4 separate regions of the Sus scrofa genome follow, and all the other regions are linked to region 3. The links are chromatin contacts, called in public Hi-C, HiChIP or PLAC-seq and promoter capture Hi-C maps. All regions are on one chromosome and are shown on one strand. The core of a region is the stretch at or near the end of the contact, and the rest is flanking DNA. Distances in the headings are between cores, read along the strand shown. Region 1 holds the start of TP53INP2 (tumor protein p53-inducible nuclear protein 2). Region 2 holds the start of PIGU (phosphatidylinositol glycan anchor biosynthesis class U). Region 3 holds the start of DYNLRB1 (dynein light chain roadblock-type 1). Region 4 has its middle 16 kb from the start of AHCY.

The links. Promoter capture Hi-C pulls out the DNA fragments that hold promoters and counts their contacts. Hi-C and Micro-C count contacts between places; a contact is called where the count stands out from the background. HiChIP or PLAC-seq counts read pairs in DNA pulled down with a chosen protein or histone mark.
Region 1: a Hi-C map of skeletal muscle shows a contact between it and region 3, with 6 times the contacts expected there. The contact joins the promoter of TP53INP2 here to the promoter of DYNLRB1 in region 3. A contact is called at or near these places in 1 of 5 promoter capture datasets (fetal skeletal muscle), 5 of 47 Hi-C or Micro-C datasets (alveolar macrophages, heart right ventricle, liver and 1 more) and 2 of 2 datasets of contacts at active chromatin or transcription factors (alveolar macrophages and skeletal muscle).
Region 2: an H3K27ac HiChIP or PLAC-seq map of alveolar macrophages shows a contact between it and region 3. The contact joins the promoter of PIGU here to the promoter of DYNLRB1 in region 3. A contact is called at or near these places in 1 of 47 Hi-C or Micro-C datasets (skeletal muscle) and 2 of 2 datasets of contacts at active chromatin or transcription factors (alveolar macrophages and skeletal muscle).
Region 4: a promoter capture Hi-C map of fetal liver shows a contact between it and region 3, with 3 times the contacts expected there. The contact joins the enhancer-like site here to the promoter of DYNLRB1 in region 3. A contact is called at or near these places in 3 of 5 promoter capture datasets (fetal liver and liver), 9 of 47 Hi-C or Micro-C datasets (embryonic fibroblasts, heart right ventricle, liver and 2 more) and 2 of 2 datasets of contacts at active chromatin or transcription factors (alveolar macrophages and skeletal muscle).

The regions. Positions count from the first base shown.
Region 1 is chr17:38,102,798-38,105,497 of Sscrofa11.1, reverse strand. It overlaps TP53INP2 (tumor protein p53-inducible nuclear protein 2), which reads right to left and starts at 1,309. Exons shown (of 4, transcript XM_003359949.4): 1 at 1,067-1,309.
Region 2 is chr17:38,079,721-38,082,420 of Sscrofa11.1, reverse strand. It overlaps PIGU (phosphatidylinositol glycan anchor biosynthesis class U), which reads left to right and starts at 1,359. Exons shown (of 12, transcript NM_001185136.1): 1 at 1,359-1,488. The coding sequence starts at 1,359.
Region 3 is chr17:37,922,147-37,924,846 of Sscrofa11.1, reverse strand. It overlaps DYNLRB1 (dynein light chain roadblock-type 1), which reads right to left and starts at 1,375. Exons shown (of 4, transcript NM_001190180.1): 1 at 1,334-1,375. The coding sequence starts at 1,336.
Region 4 is chr17:37,759,041-37,761,740 of Sscrofa11.1, reverse strand. No RefSeq gene overlaps it. Among named protein-coding and RNA genes, the nearest start is that of AHCY, 16 kb to the right of the region's middle. Within about 2 kb of position 1,415, at least 23 of the 83 cell types and tissues checked have an H3K27ac peak or open chromatin away from gene starts, as enhancers often do. A contact at or near this core is called in alveolar macrophages, fetal liver and liver, where this site is marked.

The DNA.
Region 1 (2,700 bases), core at 60-2,559, 180 kb before region 3:
TCAGTCCTTCCTAGCTGACAACTCTGATGTTGGGAGGCAAAGAAGGGCCAAACAAAGGGAACTCTCACCTCTACCCCATCCCAACATCGGCCCTGGAGACAGCCTGATGCAGCCACTGACTCACCTTTCTGCAGTCAAAACAGATGGGAGGGAGTAATTTTACTGGGCTCTGGAACTCCAGGGTATAAAGTAAGGATCAGGGCTTCAAAAGGGGACCCAATCTCCTAGGAGCCCTATCAAATTTGGATGGCGCTTAGCCCAAGGTACAGTCCTCAGTGGAAGGAGAATGTGTAACTACTTGTAATAAGCTCATACTAAGTATGTGCCCAGGGCTAATGCATCTGCCACTCACTAGGCAGGCATGACTCTAATTGGCTGCAGGACCTAGAGTAAGCCACTTGCCCGCTCCTGGCCTCAGTTTTCCCTTCCGTGAAATGGGGTCTAAGACCCCTCCTTTCGGGAAGTGACGTGACCTCAGTTAAGGCGCTGCACACATTTCAGGGATTAGAAGGATGTAATTATGTTAGTCCAGGGGTGCAGAGCCTGGAGCCAGAGGGAGGGGATTCCACCACCATCTGGCGCTGCCTCAACGATCCGGCTGGAGCCAAAGCTTCAGGCGCCCCTGAACTCCTGACAACCCCCTCCCCCAATGTAGACCCAGTAACGCTGTTTGAACCTCTCTCAAGTCGCAAGGAGAAAGTAGAGGATCAGAGGCTTGAACGCAGCTCTTGGATTAATCCAGAAAACTGGAGGACCTTTTGGTCCCGCTGCCTTTCAGCGTCCCTCACCCGTGGGCCCAGTCCCGACTCAGCGCCCGACGGGTCACGGGAGGACAGGCGACCCGAGCCGGGAGGGGGTGGGGGGGCGGTCCCGGCCTTGGTGACGTCTCAATGTCATATGCAAATATGCAGACGTCAGAGTCTACCGGACGGGCGGCAGCCAATCCAGAGGCGGGAGTGCAGCCCCGGCGGCCGCCGGCGGAAAGAGACAAAGACCCGGGAGCTGGGGGAGCGGGGAGTGTTCTGGGGCCCCGGGAGCCCAGGGGCCAAAGCTGATCAGAACTCACCTGGGGCAGGGGCGGGGCGGCAGGCGGAGGTGGCGCTGAGGTAGTTGTGAGGCGGAGTGTCCTAGGGTCCGCGGCTGATCACAGGCCCCGCCGCATCGCGGGGGCTAGGCGGGGAGGCGGCGGGGGTACGGGTCGGACGTTCCGGGTTGCTGCGCTCGCCCGCTGGGCTTCGAGTCTGTGCAGCAGCTGCTGGGCTCACAGCACAAATTGGAGCGTTCAAACAGCTGATTGTGACGTCACAAAGGGGCCCGCCCGCCTCGCGTCAGCGACCGGCGAAGCGGCGGCCAATCCCAGGCTGCGGATCTCCCCTCCCCGCCTCCTCCTTGGTTCGCTGGCTAGTGGCTCCCTCCCGGGATCAAGACTCCGAGCCGGAGGCTGGGGGGTGGGGCGTTCGGAGACGCGACTGCTGGGCGCTTGGAGCCCCTGCTCCTGGGCGACCCCACAGACCTCTCAGTGAGGAGAATTACCACTCCTTCTACAGGATCCCCATCTTTCTGTACTCCCTCCGCATATCCCAGCGCCTTTGCCCCTCCTGTCCGTTCACCTGTATCCTCTATCCAAATCCCTCGGTCTGTACCCTTTTCTCAACTCCGCGCCACATCCGTGACCTTCCAGTCTCCTCCTCCCCGCCCTTCTCCCGGGCCTCCGTTTTCTGCCTCACCTTCTCACCCCTACGCATTATCTGCTCTGCCGCTCCATTTTTCCTCATCTGGACAGGCTTGAGAGGTGGGGCACATCTCCCTTCCCCGGTTCCAGGGGTGTACCCGGGAGTATAGGAGAGTTGGTTAGACTGACAGAATATTTTTCAGAGTAGGACTTGGAGAGGGATTGCTCTGGGCTGAATAAACACTGAGCTAGAGAGTGCTCAGCACTGGAACGTTTCCACATCTTGTTTAACCCACCTTGCTGCTGGGGCTGGACAGAAAAGTGACGGGACAGGGATTGATTATTAGCCTCGATTTACACGCGGGAAAACTGAGACTCAACAAATCTCATGCTTAGTATGTAGATTTATATTCAGCAATGCATTGAGCAAATATTGAGTACCTACTATTGCTGCTGCCAGACCGGTAGCTGATATTTATTGAACACTTACTGAGTGCGAGGCACTGTGCTATAGTGCTTTATATGTCTTTTGATCTTCACAACAACCCTGAAAGATGGGTGTTATGCCCCTCCCCATTTTCCAGCTGAAGAAACAGGCTCAGAGAGCCTAAGCGATTTCCCAAGGTCACAAAGCTACAGCAAATGGCAGAGCCAGAACTTGAACCCATAGTTCCAGGCCCCAAATCTCTCCACTCTCTATAGGCACCAGACTGTCTAAATCCCAGAATGCTTCAGCCTCCCCAGGGAGATCTAGGCACAGTCTTGACTTTCCCCAAACTTGCTGTGTGACCTCAAGCAAGTCATGTTACCTCTCTGGACCTCAATTTCATTATCTATCAAACTTAACATATCCAAGTTTCCTTTTAGAGGTTCCTTCAAATGCTCCACCCTCAGGATTCTGCCAATCCCATCCTCTAGGTCCCCAGCATTCTCAGCAGCCTGAGAAATGCCTGGGGAAAAACCACGCACACACATCCTCAGAGTCTCCAGGGTTTTCTGGTTCCTCTCTTGGAGGAGCTGGGCTAGTC
Region 2 (2,700 bases), core at 110-2,609, 160 kb before region 3:
GCTACTTATGCTTATTGATGGCTCTCCAAACTCCAAAACTCTGACACACTGTTTGCCAATTTCTGTGGTGTAAACATTCCCATTGATTGGGATTTCAAACTATCAAACTTAAGTCACTAAACATGATTTGGGAAGGCAAGGGCAGAAGTATACCATTATACAGTATTTGCCATAGTGATATAGCAGTGGTAAATAACCTCAAGAGCACAGATAAAACAAGAGTGTAGTAAAATACTTAGCAAGGGATGTTTTGAGTATTTATTACCTTGTTGTTTACACAACTTATTGAATTGTAGGTTTGTATAAGTTAATTTTTGATAATAGCTGAGTTTATTTTTATTTAATTTCAAAAAAGTATTATTAGGAGTACAGTTGATTTACAATGTTGTGTTAGTTTCAGGCATACAGCAAAGTGAATCATTTACACATATAAACACTTTCATTCTTAGATACTTTTTTTTTTTTTTTTAATTTTATGGCTGTACCCGAGGCATATGGAAGCTCCTGGGGAGGGGGATACTGAATCCCAGCCACAGCCGCGGCAATTCAGGATCCTTAATCCACTGAGCAGGGTTGGGGATGGAACCAGCAACACCACAAAGATAAGCCAGATCATTAATCAACTTCTCTTTAACCAACTTTGCCACAGCAGGAACTCCCTTTTTGGTTTATAAAGGAACCTCCATACTATTCTCCATAGTGGCTGTACTAATTTACAGTAATGTCTGTGTTTAAAAGCGGCTGGCAAAATTTCTAAGCATTCTTCAATGGTTTCTAGCTCACTCACAAGGAGCCAAAAACGAGTGCATTTTTAAGGTGAGGGACCTGAGGCACAGAAAAGTTCGGCAACTTGTTCAAGGCCGCAGAGCTAATAAATCTCTGTAATACTCCACAATGTATCCTCAGAACCCATATAGTTGACATTCTACAAATAAGTATGTAGTAAATCAACGAATACATATTTAATACTCTTTGAAAACATAAAAAAGGAAACATTTTAACACTAAAAACATACACACAAGAGTGAAATGAACGTTTCTTTAAAACTCGCTCAACAATTCCAGGATGGTAACTGTCTTCACGTGTCTCCTTTCAGCAGCACCTCAGTGCTATTACAATTCACCTGCTATAGTGGGAGACCTCGCCCAACCCTTTGCTATAAGCTTGAGGCGCCCCGCTTTCCGTCGCCACGCCCTACTTCGCCGCAAGGCCTCCTGGGAGTGGTAGTTCCCAGTTTGGGAGTTTCGTGGGCAGCCGCGAGGCGCGCTGACCCGCAGAACTACAGAGGGCGGTGCACAGACCGCGAGGCTCTTCCGCCTCGCCTTTCCCCTCCTGCCTGCGCGCCCGCCCCAGCTATCATGGCGGCTCCCTTGGCCTTGGTGCTGGTGGTGGCAGTGACTGTGCGGGCAGCCTTGTTTCGCTCCAGTCTGGCCGAGTTCATCTCGGAGCGGGTGGAGGTGGTGTCCCCACTGAGCTCTTGGAAGAGAGGTGAGGCCACCGGCTCGAGTAGGCGTCCAGGCCCCGCCTGTGCGCCTCTGGCCTCTGTGAATGGGAGGCGGGGGCAGTGGCCGCATGTTCAAGATTCTGAGGGAACTCACCAGTTATCGCGTCCTCGAGCGGGCGAGCGGGGCTGCTAAGGGCGGGGGGACGTTGGTTGGTGTGGTGAGGTTGGGGCCGTAGGGGCTGGTCACCTGCGAGATGTAGATATGAGGGGGTGTGTCCCCCTCGGGTCCTGAGCTGAGGGGCGTGGTCTGAGGAAAGATCTGCTTGAGGAAGGGTCGGGATGAGAAAAGGGCGTGCTAAGTGGAGTGAGTTTTGGCGCGAGATCGCTTGTGCGTGGGTGTGTGTGTGTGTGTGGGGGGGGTGCCCCTGAGGGGACCATTCCTGCATAAGCGAGGAGAGTGTGTGAGTGCCCTTATAAACCTTGTCTCAGCCTGGGACTTGCAGTGCAGCTTCTCCTACTATATCTTATTTCTTTTAAGTTCTTCATCAAACATTGTTTTATACTGGAGCCCACAGAGAGCCAGTTTGGACTAAAGAGTCCACAGGCACTCTAATAAGGCAGACAAACAGATATAGTCATTTATGAAAAGTGTACTTCCTGGAGTTCCCATTGTGGCTCAGTGGATAACAACCCAGGTAGTATCCATTAGGAGGGCTCAGGTTCAACACCTGGCCCTCTCTCAGCGGATTAAAGATCCCTCGTTGCTGTGAGGTGCATTGCAGATCGCAGATGTGGCTTGGATATATCTAGTGTTGTTGTGGCTGTGGTGTAGGCCCACAGCTGCAGCTCTGATTTGACCCCTAGCCTGGGAACTTCATATGCAGCAGGTGTGGCCCTAAAAAAAAAAAAAGAAAAAAGAAAGAAAAGTGTACTTCCTGTGTGCCTCCAGTTCCTTCCTTGGAGTTCTGACCCTGAAGAAAGTGTCCTCTCCTTTTCCAGTTTAAGGAATGTGGGATTTGAGCTAACTCTTGAAGGATGTAGAGTGTGAAAAGGGAGATTAGAGGAAGCGGAGTTTCAGGTAGAAGGTTGTCAGGATCAAGACATGTTGAAAGATGTGAAATGCCCAAAGTAGGGGAGTAATGAGGTGGGTGTAAGGTGAAGGCCAGAATTTGAAGATTTTTTTTTCAAAAAACTTTCTTACTGGAATTCCCTGGTGGCACAGCGGGTTAAGGATCTCCTGTTGTTACTGCTGTGGC
Region 3 (2,700 bases), core at 126-2,625:
ACTGTCATTACCAGAGAGGAGTGAGGTGGGAACTACATATACTTTCTACGTTACAAACTTTGGTACTGCTTCAATTTGTTGAAATGTGCATCTAAATATATTTTGCTTTCATGAGTAGAAGCACACAATAGCATGGTAGAAGTTGCAGGAAGCTACTATTAGTGTAAGAAAAAGACAGGACATATATACATGCTGGTATACATATAAAAGGAACTAATGTTTCTAAAGGAGATTGAAGCTGGGTATCAAGGTTTGGTGGAAGATTTATTTTCACTTAGATCCTTTCAGATGCTTTTTTGTTTTTACTGTGTGCAGTTATTATCTGCTAAAAGTCAATTTCTTTTACAGTTTAAAAAGTGATATGAATGATAAAGTTACCTCATCTAGTCTATAAACTAGCTAACTATAAACTATAAATAGCTGTATCTATTCTACATACAGCTAAACTATATAAAGCAAAAACTGACGAAAACAAAACAAGTAATCTGCCTAATTATAAGTCGTTACCTCCAGGTATGGTACTGTTTCTTATTCCCTTTCAATTTTTCTTTTAGGCTTTAAATTCTTAAATACGATTTTTTAAAACCATTCACATGGTTTAACGTTCAAAAGCTCTTTCCAAGTTGTTGTTTTTTTTGTTTTGTTTTGTTTTTTACAAGTTGGGAGGATTAAAAACACAAGAAACCAAACCTGTAAAGGCATAAAGAGCCCACAGTTCCAGTCAGCAAGGCAGGAACCACAAGGGTGGATCCCGCTCGTTTCTGACTCATGCACCATTTCTCAACGGCTCGAAAGAATCACACAGAAAGGCAGCAGTCAAGTGTCTAGGGTTCAAGTCCATCTCCGTCATTTACTGGGGCAGGGCACTTAGTTTCACCGGGTTTTACATCCCGAGTGTGTAATACAGGGATAATGGTCGTACCTACTTCACAGAGCTACGGTGAGGAGGCAGGCCAGGGTATGTAAAGCGTATAGCAGTGTCTGGCACGAATTAAGTTTCTAGAAAATATAATCACTATTGTTGTTATAGCTCAACAAGGCCAAGGTTGCTAGGATGCAGGGGCCCGTGTGCCCAGCTCCGTCAATCCTTCCCCGTGGCACCAGCAACTACTTCCGGTCAAGGGACCACTGGATCCGGTGGCCCCGCCTCGGCCCCCTCGGTCCGAGTCAGGAGGCCCGCGCCGCCCCGGTTCCGCCCTCCAGACTGCTTCGGTCCGGCGCGCCCAGCCCCGCGGATGCCGCCCGGGAGGATGGACCTCTGGGCTGAGGGTGGTGGGAGGTCGTGGTTGGCCACCTCCCGGCCGCTGGCCACAAGCTCCCAGCAGATACTCACCATCTCGGACCGATCCTGTAGCTCCTCGTCGCCGGCCTTCAGCCCAGTCCCGGAGCTTCTCTGCGCCTGCGCACAGCTCCTGTCAAAGCGGACAGGCTCGGTAGCCTATCAGGAGCCAGCAGGCGGGTAGGCGGATCCTGGGGAATTGGCCCAGTGCTGTCCGCGAACAGCAAAGTAGCAATCCAGCTATGGAAAATTCCCAGCTCCAGCTATGCCGAAAAGAGGCAAGTTGGCTTTGTTGGAAGAGGCTTTCAACACTTAACCGAGGCCTGAGCTAGCTCTGGAGGTCCTGGGTGTAGGGTGGGGAGAGACTCTGAAGGAGTGGGTGTTGCTGATATCCACTTTGCTCCCGAATTGAGGCAAGGCGAGGCTCCGAGCCAAAATGCGCTAAAAAGTCCGAAATTCGAACTGGAGCCAAGAATCCATAGGGTCTCGTGAGCGACTCCCCCGGATTCCATGAGGGCACTGAGGTAAAGTGGTCGGGGCTAGCCTGGGAGTCTTTTAGTCTTAGAACCTCTAGCTCAGGGCCGCCCTTGTGTTGCCTTAGAGAAGCCACTTCAAATTTCTGTAGTCCCTCATTTGCTCACCTTTAAAAGGGGGACCCTTCTTCCTAGAGCCCTATGTTAAGTTTTCCACACAAAAAAATTCTGGGTTCTCTAGCAGGAAATAATTTGCTAAGACAACTGCCATTTAGTGAACCTTGTGCTATGTTACTGGGCTTACACCCACTCTATCTCCTGTAGCCTCAGCTTAAAGTTTCTTGGAGGCACTGGAGCTTGCTGAATTCAAGCTCCAAACTTTCATTCCACTGTCGCCTCGTTCAGTTGAGTAAGGATTTGGTTTTCCTTCCAGGGGCGTCTGCATGTTAAGAAGATTGAATAGTGACTTTATGGTGAAGAAACTTGGGAGACACCATCATAACCAGAGGATCAAGGTTAACATAACTGGTTATGGGATATACTAATATGTGCCCTCTGATAATCTTGCAAAGGGCACTTTACATCTGTGGTGTTTTTCACAAAAATCCATGGCCTTAACCATGAGAAAACATTAAACCAAACTTGAGGGACTCTATAAGGTACCCAACCAATACTCTTCAAAAAATGTCAAAGTCACACACACACACACACAAAAAGAACTGGAGTTCCCGTCGTGGCGCAGTGGTTAACGAATCCGACTAGGAACCATGAGGTTGCTCAGTGGGTTAACAATCCAGCGTTGCCATGAGCTGTGGTGTAGGTTGCAGACGCGGCTCGGATCCATCGTTGTTGTGGCTCTGGCATAGGCTGGTGGTTACAGCTCCAATTGGACCCCTAGCCTGGGAACCTCCATATGCCGCGAGAGCGGCCCAAGAAAATGGGAAAAAG
Region 4 (2,700 bases), core at 166-2,665, 160 kb after region 3:
TTGTTGAGGTGGTTAAATGGGATAATCTACTTAAAGGATTTAAAACAGTTCATGATGTGAGGTGCTATTTTTCCCCCCTTTTGTGCAAATGTTCCCACCCCTGGACAGTTTCTTCCTGCTTTTTCTGCCTAGCTTTTTCTGAAGACCCAAGTGGGTACCTTTTCCTCTGAGAAACCTCCACAGCCCCAGGCTGACCCCTCTGTCCACTCTGGACACTCTGCTCAGACCTGTCCCAGCATGGATGATCTGTGTGGGAGTGGCTGTCACAGGAAGGAAGCTCCTTGAAGGCAGGGGCCAGGTCTGAGTCACCCACTGGTGTTCCACTGAGCGATTCCCAGCAATGTTTTTGGAATGAATGCAAGGGAAGAAGAAGGGAGGAGCGGAGCATCACACAGAGTTTACACATCACTGGCTGAAGCTCCCTTGGGCCTCAGGGTCCTGGCAGTTAGTTAAAGCCCAGTCAACGGCTGAACCCAACAGAGTGTGGGTAAGAGTCTGAATACGTGTCAGTATGTGAGAATGTGAAATATGTGTGTGTGTATTTGGGTGTGACGGTGGGGAATGTATACAGGTGCTTTTTTTTTTTTTTCCTGCTTTTTGCTTTTGGGAATGTATACAGGTGTGAATGGACATGTGCAAGGGTTTGTATGACCGTATACACACATACACACACATGCTCACTAAGATGGCACTTAGGGGAGCAAGGTCTTTTCCTGTTCCTTCTTGGGTCCTAGCACTCTCAAATGAACGTAGGGTGGTGGGGGAGGGCATTATGGAAAGCAGGGTGGCACTGTGCTTATTAGCAGAGGTTCTAGACCAGACATCATTGGCACTTCCTAACTAGAAGCCTCAGTTTTTTTTAAATCTGTAAGATGGGTATAATTGCAGCACCTACCTTATAGAGTGGCACATAAGAAGTACTCAAATGTTAACTGATATCATTATTCTAGGTGTCACTATCAATACCCAGAGCAGATACTTCCACAGGCTAAAGACTCAAACCAAGTCAAAAGACTACCCTCTAGCCATGTCCATCAAAATTCTCTGAACCTTAGTTTCTTCTATGAGAGGTAGCAATAAAGTGCATTTTTTTAAGGGCCATACCTGCACATATGGAGGTTCCCCCAGGCTAGGGTTGAGTTGGAGCTTCACTCTCTGGCCTATGCCACAGGCACAGCAACACATGATCCAAGCCACATCTGCGACCTACATCACAGCTCACAGCAGCACCAGATCCTTAACCCACTCAGCAAAGCCAGGGACTGAACCTGCAACCTCATGGTTACTAGTCAGATTTGTTTCCGCTGCGCCACAATGGGAAGTCCTACATTTAAAAATGTTGCCCATCTCCCAGGGGTTTTATGTGAGATCACAGGGTGCGGCAGGCTGAAGCCAAAGCTAGGAGCAGGGTGCCCTCTCCTGGCACTACTGGGTAAAGATGGGCTCCAGACGGAGAGGCAGTTCGGAGGTGGGGGTGCTGTTGGGACTCCCAACAAAAGGAGCCCAGCAGAGGGGCAGCGTGCTGGGGAGCAGCCTCCTTCCTCTTTGTCGGCTGAACTCGTCCTTTCTCCACTTCAGGACGACCTCCGGACCCGGGGCAGCCCTGATTCAAGCTCTCAGAACATCCCATGTTCCGTGTCTATCTCTCCTCAAGGGAAAGGATCATCTGAGAAATGAAGAAGTAAAATCCCAGACCTCTGGGTTCCTAGGGTCCCTGGACCAGGCTCCCAGTAAGTGTTAGTATAACAGGATCATGGGAGCCTGGACTGGAATGCGAATTGAGTCAAGAGGACACCCAGTCTCAGTTGGGGACATAAGTCGGACTTGGGGAGCTTGTGACCCCCATCCCAAAGACAGCCAGGTCTGAGGGCTGAAGACGAGAAACACCACAACGCGGGCTCCTAGGCAGACATCTGGGAGTGTTAATTCATTCCACAAATATTGGGTGCTTTCCACGTGGCGGTCTGGGATGAGAAGCATTAAGTGGCAGCGTGGGGGAGAGGCTGTTCCAAGCTCTCTAAGAAAACCCCCGCTTCAGTACTCCACTGCCCAGCAGTGACATCAAAGCCAAAGCGGACCCAAGGGAAGTTCACAAACTTGAGGGGGCCTGGAGTTAGGGGCGTGGAAGGAACTGGGGAGAGGGGGAGACACCCTGATGGGGTGGAGCAGTGGGGGTGTCCCAGAACTGTATTCTTTTATCTCATCCCCCAAAGAAGACATCCTTGTCCTCAGCATCCCAATTAATCCCGAATCTGAGCAAGGCAGTCGGGAGGGCCCCTTGGCCAATGGACAGGCTCCTTCCCTCTCCGCCCCTCTCCGCCCCTCTCCACCCTCCAAGCTGGGGACCTAAATGTCGGCAAAAGCAAACAACTAAAGGGCGGGTTCAAAGGGCGGGCGATGAGGCCACAGGGCCTGGTCTGTCTCTGCCCATTGTTTCCCGGGCCCCTCAGCCTCCCCAGAGCCTGCTGCTGGCGCCAGGCTGGGGAGAAGGGGGGGTCTGACAATTATTTGTCCCCTGTGGCCTTCAGCAGAGTGGGCGGACAGCCCCTCCTCTAGCACTGTTAGTAGTTGTTTGTGAACACAGCCTGATACGTATGCATCTATTTATCTACATGCCTATGTATGAAAATAGGCAAAAACCTATTTGCAAGGTTTTTTTTTCTTTTTACACAATAACATACTAGGCCCACTGTTCTGCCA